Linked DNA regions of Anas platyrhynchos: region 1 is linked to region 2. Evidence: chromatin contacts called from public Hi-C data. All regions are on one chromosome and are shown on one strand. Each heading gives the region's core, a stretch centred on a gene start, on an enhancer-like site or on the middle of the called end of the contact. The rest is flanking DNA. Distances are from core to core; before and after follow the strand shown. Region 1 holds the start of CLIC4 (chloride intracellular channel 4). Region 2 has its middle 36 kb from the start of CLIC4.

Region 1 (3,952 bases), core at 1,159-3,658, 36 kb before region 2:
GAGGGCAACTGGAGCTTACGGGGTTACTCTGCGAAGGGGCACCACCGCAGCACAGCCTCTGGGACGCGCAATCCCTGGGCCCGTGCTTCTGCTCCTCCGTGTTGTCAAGTCTCCGGGGAAGGGCTTTGCAGCATCCCAGCCTGCAGACAGGCCCAAATTAGCACTGGAATGAGAATACTGGTATTTTTAAACCAGGCGGAGTCATTTCTGCTTTTCTTTTAATAGGTGTCTGTGGGCAGGTTCTTCTCACAGTTTCATCCACCACGGCTTTATATTGATACAACAAATCCTTCAGTCTGGCTGGGCTCTTGTTTTCAGCTGCAGCCAACACTGGATGGTCCAGCACAGGGCTATGAGGCATTTCTGTCTTCCAACCTTTCCTCAGCACCCTTTCTTCCCTAAGCAGATTCATTGTGTTTAAAAAACAGGATGAAGACTTGGCATGTGGTCCTGCGGAGTTGCAACACGATCTGCATGCTGAGTGCCTCCAGTGCCTGAAAAATCCCACTCAGGGATAAAGAGCCACTTTTGAACCCCGGGGTCAATGCGGCAGCAAATGCCCCTGGCTGAGTTTGTGCAGTGAGGGCTGGGGCAGGAGAGCGCTTGCTTTGATACGTTTAACAACTGATGCCTCCACTTCCAAAAGCACTTGGAAAGTTTGAGATGGAAAATTGCTGCATAAAGGCCAAAGTGCTAGAGAAACGAAACAATAATACACTGTACTGCTGCTCTGACAAATGGAAATAAGCCTTCTCAATACAGCATAAAATAATATAGAGGGAGTGACCTGCTGCTCTGAGCATAGGTGGGAGGCCTGAACTGCTGTGTTCTGACTCCCTGACTTGGTGCAAATTTAGCTTTGAATAAGTCACTTTTCTGACTCACTTCTCCTAGCTGTAAAACGTGGGTAATACTCACTTCTCTATGAGTCGTTAAGAGGATTGCTTATTTATTTTGTAAAGCTTGGGCAAACTAATTCTAAGTATTATTGCAAAAACCTGCCAGAATAACATAACCAGCAATTACAGAACTAAGAAACAACTGAGAGCTTTCAGCATTCAAAACTGTTCTGAACATCGTTAAAGAAAGAGGTTTCGATTGAATGGGAAGGATGAGGGCTTTGGTATGAGGCAGCTGGAAACCAGGAAAATGTCATCTAAAAGTAAAATAACTGAAAAGATGTTAAGCAGCCGACAAGGCTGGTGCAGCTGGATATAAATGAAATAAGCTATTAGCTGCTCGGCAAGATAACACCACGTGAACTCTTTTGTTAAAGAAGAAATTCAGTGGTAGTGAGGAAAAATGGCCCTGGCAACTCATTTGTACTGCTGGTAAAATAAAAATAAAACACAACACAGCACAGAGTGCCTTACAGACCGCTGCACCTACTTGTAGTGGCTCTGCGGGGGAGCTGGTTCTTTGTACTCTGCTCCTTACCTTCTCAAAAGTAGGGGGGTCTTTGCTTTAGGGAGGGGAGGCACAAAATACTTCGCCTTTTACAAAACCCTCTGAGTTTGAAGCCTTGGGCACAAAAGGCAGGTGAGGCACAGGGTGGAGGGGGGTGGCGGCCCCGTGCTGCCCGGTCACGGCTCAGCTCCTGGCAGCTCCTGGCCTGTCCCAGCAGGCAGTGGACGAGCAGCAGAGGGTAACAGCTCCGTGACCACCCCGCTCAGGGGGTGTTCTTCCCTGCCCCCCTGCCCCCCTGCCCCTCTCGCCCAGCCCCGTTCCAACAGAGCTACCCTCGTAGCACGGCCTAAGTCATGTAGGGTGGGTTACTCGCGGAGGTTCCTGGACGGGGCTGGGACGCGTGGTCCTGCTCGCAGCGGGGTTGGTGGCGGTGACACCGCCTGCCCGCTCAGCCGGTCCCACCCTGTGAATCAGCGCGGCTCCCGGGCTCCGCACCACAGAGGCCAGCGGGGAGGGGGCTCCCCGGGGGGGGCGGCCAACAAGCGCCGTGAGGAGGCCGCGGGAGCCACGAGGGCTTTGCCGTGTCGGCTGCCCGGCCCTAGCGGCGCGGCGAGAGCCCGGCAGCCGCTTCCCTGCTGTGGACGGGGACTCGCGGGGAGCAGGGATCGGCTGAGGGACGCGCGGCTCCGAGGGGCTGAGGGCGGCGGGACGGGGCTGGGCGCCGCGTGCCACCGTGTCCCGGCCGCAGGGTCCTCGGCTGCCTTGGGTGCAGCTCCCGGGGGGTCGCGGGCGGCCCCGGGCAGCTTCGGTGAAACGACCGGGAACGGGCAGCGCCGCCCCGGGCCCAGCAGCGCCCGCGGGGCCTCCGCCAGGGTCCCCCCCGCGCCGCCCAGTGCCGACCCCCGAGGCCCGCGGAGGGAACCGTTGCCCCCCTCGGCCCCGCCCCTCGCCTCGGCCCCGCCCCCGTGCCGCCAGCCGCGGCGGGTCCCCGTGCCGCCGGGGCGGGGCCGCAGTCGCGCGCAGGGCGGGCGAGGCGAGCGGCGGAGCGGGCGGCGGCCGTCCCGGGGGGGCAGCTGCGGGCGAGGGGCGAAGCATGGCGCTGTCCGTGCCGGTCAACGGGCTCAAGGAGGGCGACAAGGAGCCCGTCATCGAGCTCTTCGTCAAGGTACGGGGCCCGGTACCGCTCCCCTCGTGCCGCCGGGCGCCCCCCCCCCCACCTCCCCTTTCCGTCTCCCCCCGCCGCGGGCTCCGCGTCCCCCGCAGCAGCGGGCGCGGGGCCCCCGGGCCGCACGCGGGGTCCCGGGGCCGAGGCGCGGGGCGCTCCCCTCGGGCCGGGCGGGGTGGGGCGGGGCGGCCGCGCACAAAAGGGGCTGGGGCTGGGGGGGGGGGGGCGCGGGGCCGGGGCGGAAAACGCCCGCCCGGGGCCCGCAGGGGGCCGCGGCGGCTCGGGGCAGCCCCAGTGTGGCCGAGCCCCGCGTGGCCGCGCGCTGGGCGTCGCCGTGTCGCGCCGTGTCGCCCCTGTCGCCGCCTGTCGCGGGACTGCTCGCCCGCGGGCCGCTTATCGGGGCGGCGCGGGGGGGGCGGCTCGGTTTCCCCGTTTAAACGCGGCTCGGGAACAGCCGAGGGGCCCCGGGACGCGGCTCCCGGGGGGGGGGGGGCGGTGGGAGGCCAGCCCCGGGTCCTGGGGGCTGCCGGGCGCGGAGGGCGGCGGGGGGCGGGGGGCGTCTCCTGCACGGCACGGGGGCTTTGCCAAGAAGCCGTTCCTACGCCGTTACTTTATGAAGGGGTGCTCCAGAAAAGTTGCCTTTCGCTCTTTTCAGACTCGTTCGCAGCGTGGAGGTGCGGGGGGGGGTCCAGGCCTGGTCCTGGGCCGAGCACGGCGGCTCCCGGAGCTCGGTGAGAGCTCCCCGGGACAGCAGTTGCGTTCCAGGCTGCTCTGAATTATTTAGAGCAGTGCTTCGGTGTAACGTGCCAGCTTACCTTCATCCAACCTAAAGCTCGTTCGCCAGTTTTTGTCTTTATTTTTAAACAAATTAGAGCAGCTACTGATGGCAGAAGGGTTTGGGGGCAGGGTGAATCCTTGTGGATCTGTTCAAGGAGGCTGTGTCGTGCTTGAGGAGCAGCAGGAAAGAAAGAGTAAAATTACTTGTCAGAAAAAAAATGATTGTGATTAGTATTGGACTGGCAATGACATCAGTGAATACGAAAGGGAAAAAGCAGGGGACTTTTCTGTCACCCTCAGTTAAAATTTCTTTATTGGGATGGATTTAGGACAGCTGTGCTCGGGATGGTTTAGTGGGGACTGTTGGTGTTAGGTCAGAGGGTGGACTTGATGATCTTGAAGTCTCTTCAAACCTAGAAATTCTGGAATTTTGGGATTATCAGTGAGTACTATCTCCCTCAAGGAAGCCTTTTCCCAGTGTTATGAATGACTGCTACAAGCTCTATACTGGCAGTCTTTGCGGTAGAGTTCAGGACAAAAAGGGATTTATTTTTGTCTGTCTTCATGATCTTTACGTAAAGGTTACTTTCCTGGAAAGTCCTG
Region 2 (4,229 bases), core at 777-3,276:
CCTCTTTTCAGCAAGCTGTTTTCCTTTTGTGTTGTCTCCTTTTTGCTTTCATAAAAAGGGAGTGATTTCCATTAAAATATTTTAGTAGTGCTTTCCATCTGTAGATACCAGTGAGGAAACTTGAAGTTATCCTGGACAGTCATGTCCCTGTGAGATACAAGGGCAGAGCTCAGCTGCTGTATTGGCACTGGCAGCAGAGCTGGCCTAAGCACAAGCAGAGCTCCAGACGAGTTACGGCACTGCTGCACCCTGCCTGGTGTCAGCAGGCTGTGGGGTGAAGAGAGCTGAGGTTGCTGCAGCAGAGAGGGGTGCTTGAGGACAAGGGCATGTGCCATAGGGAAACTGGCTTCTGTTAGCTCTTCTGGTCACAATGACTTCTGTTTATTTGCTTTGCTGGCTCACTGAGAATGAAGTTACATCGGTGTAACAAAGCTGTGTTAGCATTCATACTGATTCTGTGGCTTGTAGCTGGATTTTTTCATTTGATCTGGCTGGGATGATCTGTATCCATGGGCTTCTGCTTTGGATATGTTTGAAATAGACCCGTATGATGAAGCTTGTGCTTTTTTTTTTGTTACTCAGGGACCAGGAAACGTAAAATGCTGTTTGCATGTGGGGTGGCATTACCTGTGACAAATGAGCATGTGAAGCCAGGACACACCATGCAAGGTCACAGGGACACAGGGCAGGAGAATGCTGAGAGTTATTACAACTCCTGCTTGTATATGTGGGTTTAAGGTGTAGGCAGGCATATGCTGCTTCAGCTACTTCTTAATTTTAATTTCCTCAGGCAATATTTCTTATGGGGACTGGGAGTTCCTGTAGTTTGTGTTTTTATTAAGGCAGTGGTTGGCTCTTTGTCTTGCTGCACCCACTCACCTAGGAATCAGATACTCTGCAGCACATGCGCGTTTACTGCAGGCATCATGCGAGGGGTTGACAGGTTTGAAGTATTCAGCATGAGATTTTTTTCAAGGGATTTCTAACTATTATCAGAACGTTTCTGGACTTTGAACCAGAATCAACCACGCAGTAAGATTTGCCATAGCAAGACCGTGGAATAATGCTGCTCTGATCAGTGGGTGAGTTCTGTGCTAATCTGTTGAAGAAAGAAATTTTGCACACTTGCAGGATGGAGATTGTTCCTGGGTCCCAGCTACCTGCCCTGCAGTCACAACGTGTGACAGACCAGTTCAGTTAGTCTAGGATCCTTTCATACTAGTGGGCAGTGAAAGATGCACACGAGCAAACTTTCTCACAGTGCGACTAGCCCACAGGGCAATACAATCCACAGTTATTAGTGTGCAAAATCCCTTCTCAGACTCACTCTGTCCTTCCCCTCCAGATGAAACTTTCCCTATGGGTAGTTATTCTGTAACTCATTACAGCAGAATTTGCTGCTCTTTCCCATGAAACTTCCTGCTGCAGGCTGGATTTTGCAGTGGTTACTGCATTGGTCTGAACCAGTCGGCATTTCATAGCATCTTTGGGAAGGTGAAGGATTTAGGGAAGTCTGGGGTAAGGGGGAAGGGACCACTCAAAATGTGCTGTAGGTGATGGTAAACTTGCTGGGAGCAAGTGAACAGGGGCTCCTTGGGGGCAGAATCCTGCCTGTGAGCCTCTAGAGAGGAGACGCAGGTGCTTGACTCTGGGTCCAAATGGTTAAGCCTGTGCTTAAGGAGGGAGAGGCTCCTGAAAGTGTTGGATGGTTGTAAGAGAAGGATCCTGAGTATCATAACGCGACTCAATGTATTGGAAGTCTTTGAAGTCTTCTCCTGACATCCATCCCGTACCAGCATCTTTCATCCTTCGCCAGCGCTTCCCCAGCTGAAGCTATTAAAGGGAAACTACAGAAGCCATAAATCTTGGCTGTTAACATCTTCAGTGGTAAGATTTCACAATGAGCCCAAGTTGCTGCAAAAGATAAGAGAAGGCCTTGAAACCGAGGCAAGTTGTGACTGGTTCCCAAGAATAGCTGAGCTTCACAGCTTCGTTGGGGGTCCCTCCAGGTTACTTGCTCACAGGCGCTGTAGCTGGCTCTGCTGCTGACTCCGGGTGCCCTTGTGTGAGTCACCCAGCGCGTGTCTGCAGCGTGCAGCGCAGCCGGGAGCAGAGGTCCCCCGCTGTGACCTGACCTGAAAGGGTGAAGCAGTATCTGGGGGATGCTGTATGGAGGTTAAACAACCCAGCTGCAGCACTGCCCTGCCGTGATCACACTGCTTCCAAGATTGATCGTACACCCACAGGGAGCTGACCTTACAAATGCACCCGTTCGGGTGGAGTGGGGGTGCATGTCAGGGACCCCCTTTGCATGTGGAGGGTGGAGCACCTCTCCTGGCGTTAACGGGTCTAGGAAGGAATCCGGGAATCCTGATTCCCCAGGATTCCTGATTTGTCCCCCCGTCTGGTTGGAACAGGCAGCAAAAGGTGAGGGTTTTTTTTCCCTGTATCCTTACATTAAGACAGTGGCCGGAAGGCTCCTTGCTTTATCGGGAGCGTTGGTTTAACAGAGGAGAAAAACGCAGCCTGAATTGCTAGATAGCAAATGGGAATAATTCCTGGGAATGTTTCCTTAAGTGACTGGGAGCATTGTTAGTGGGCAAACTGGAATCAGTGCTACATTCATGATCTTATTTACACCCTTGTTGTGATCCTGATCTCTGCCCAGCCTAGAGTGCATATCTGTACAGAGTTCACTTCAGTATAAACACTTGGCTCTGCAGAATGTGTCAGTACATCACATCGTCTGCCAGGCGCCTTCCTGAGTGAGTTTTCATGGGAGACTTGTTTTTTTCTCATGTCATCTTCACAGCACCGGTCTGGCAAGGCTGCTCCTTCCAGCTGAGCAGCCGACCAGGAGGGAGCAGAGGGGTCTGCAAAGGAGAAGGCCGGTTACCACCTGAGAGGGCTGTGGCAGAACAGCCAGACATCTTTGCCCTCTCCATGCCACAGGCTGTTTTCCCATCGGCATTGCTTATTCCTGCAACTCCCATCAGTAGTGGCGGTGGAAGAGAGAGAACATGCCTCAGTGTGCCAAATGTTGCTCTGCAGATGCAGCTGTTTGATGGAAGGTCTTTGCCATCTCTGTGAAACCACTTTCCTGGCTGGGTAGGTGAGAGAACCTGCCACGGTGTCTGTGTTGGAGCACAGGGCTCAGGCTGCCCCTGGGGGCTGTCACCTTGTGCCATGCAGAGCACAGGCTGGGCTGAGAGGAAAGCAGGGGCATGGGGCATCTCATCACGTCTGGCCAAAGCCTTCCTGAAAACAGCCCCAACCTGCAAACCACTCACTCAGTCCTGCCAGTTTCAGTGGCTTTGCTCTGCCCACTCTCTTCCTTCAGGCATTGAAATGGTTCTCTGAATAATCTTCCGTTTGATTTTCTTGTTTTGATGTCTCCCCAGCATCACCAACTTAAAGCTGCCTTTCTGCAGGGAGACTGCCTGCCGCTCCGGCCGCACGCTGCCCCTCGGGGCTGCGCTTTTCTGTCCCGTCACATGCTGTGCCGAGGGGAGGCTGGTGTGTGCAGAGGGCAAAGCAGGACCCACTTGGACCCAGGAGAACTTCTGCATCTGACACTAACACCCAGACAAAGCCAAGGCTTTGAGGAGACAAATGCTGCATCTAGGAGTTCAGATCAGCAGCTGTTAATGAAAACCTCAGCAAGGCAAGAGCCTTCAGAGCTGCTGTTGCCTTCCAGAGATGGCTTTGCTCCCCATCAGGGCATATGCATTGCTCCCTTGGACCTTTTCAGAAAAGGAAGCCTCAATATTGGCTATGCAAATAAGGTGTGCTTTTTTTTTGTTTGTTTGTTTGTTTTTTTTGTTTTGTTTTTGAGCTGAAAACCAAATCTTCAATGTTTGCTGGCCCGCTGATAGACTGGAGACCTGCTAAGCCCTTCCTGGCACGGCGTTAGCACAGAAGTGCACAGTCCTCGCCTCTCAGCGCCTGCTCTGAGCAAGTGGTATGGGTCTCAGGGGATCAGGACTGCTGGGTCTGCTTCAGGCCATGAAGTTCTGCTTCATCCTCTCTATGCAAAATGGGTCCTCAAGGCCCTGGAAAGCATGTTTGTACTTCAGCTTGTCTGTCAAGGGCCTTTTTTCCCCCCTACTGCACAGCACCAGCCTTGCTCCCTGCGACCTGCATACACCAGGTGTGGATCTCGTCAGAGACCACTGGTTCTGCAGCCAGTTTTGCTTTGGGATCAGCCTGGGGCTCTGTTCCTGTGTGCA

The links. Hi-C and Micro-C count contacts between places; a contact is called where the count stands out from the background.
Region 1: a Hi-C map of skeletal muscle shows a contact between it and region 2, with 2.0 times the contacts expected there. The contact joins the promoter of CLIC4 here to the enhancer-like site in region 2. A contact is called at or near these places in 3 of 8 Hi-C or Micro-C datasets (liver, skeletal muscle and subcutaneous adipose tissue).

Annotation. Positions count from the first base shown.
Region 1 is chr24:416,773-420,724 of IASCAAS_PekinDuck_T2T, reverse strand. CLIC4 (chloride intracellular channel 4) reads left to right here and starts at 2,408. Exons shown (of 6, transcript XM_038167203.2): 1 at 2,408-2,572. The coding sequence starts at 2,501.
Region 2 is chr24:379,913-384,141 of IASCAAS_PekinDuck_T2T, reverse strand. No RefSeq gene overlaps it. Among named protein-coding and RNA genes, the nearest start is that of CLIC4, 36 kb to the left of the region's middle. Within about 2 kb of position 2,026, at least 2 of the 8 cell types and tissues checked have an H3K27ac peak or open chromatin away from gene starts, as enhancers often do.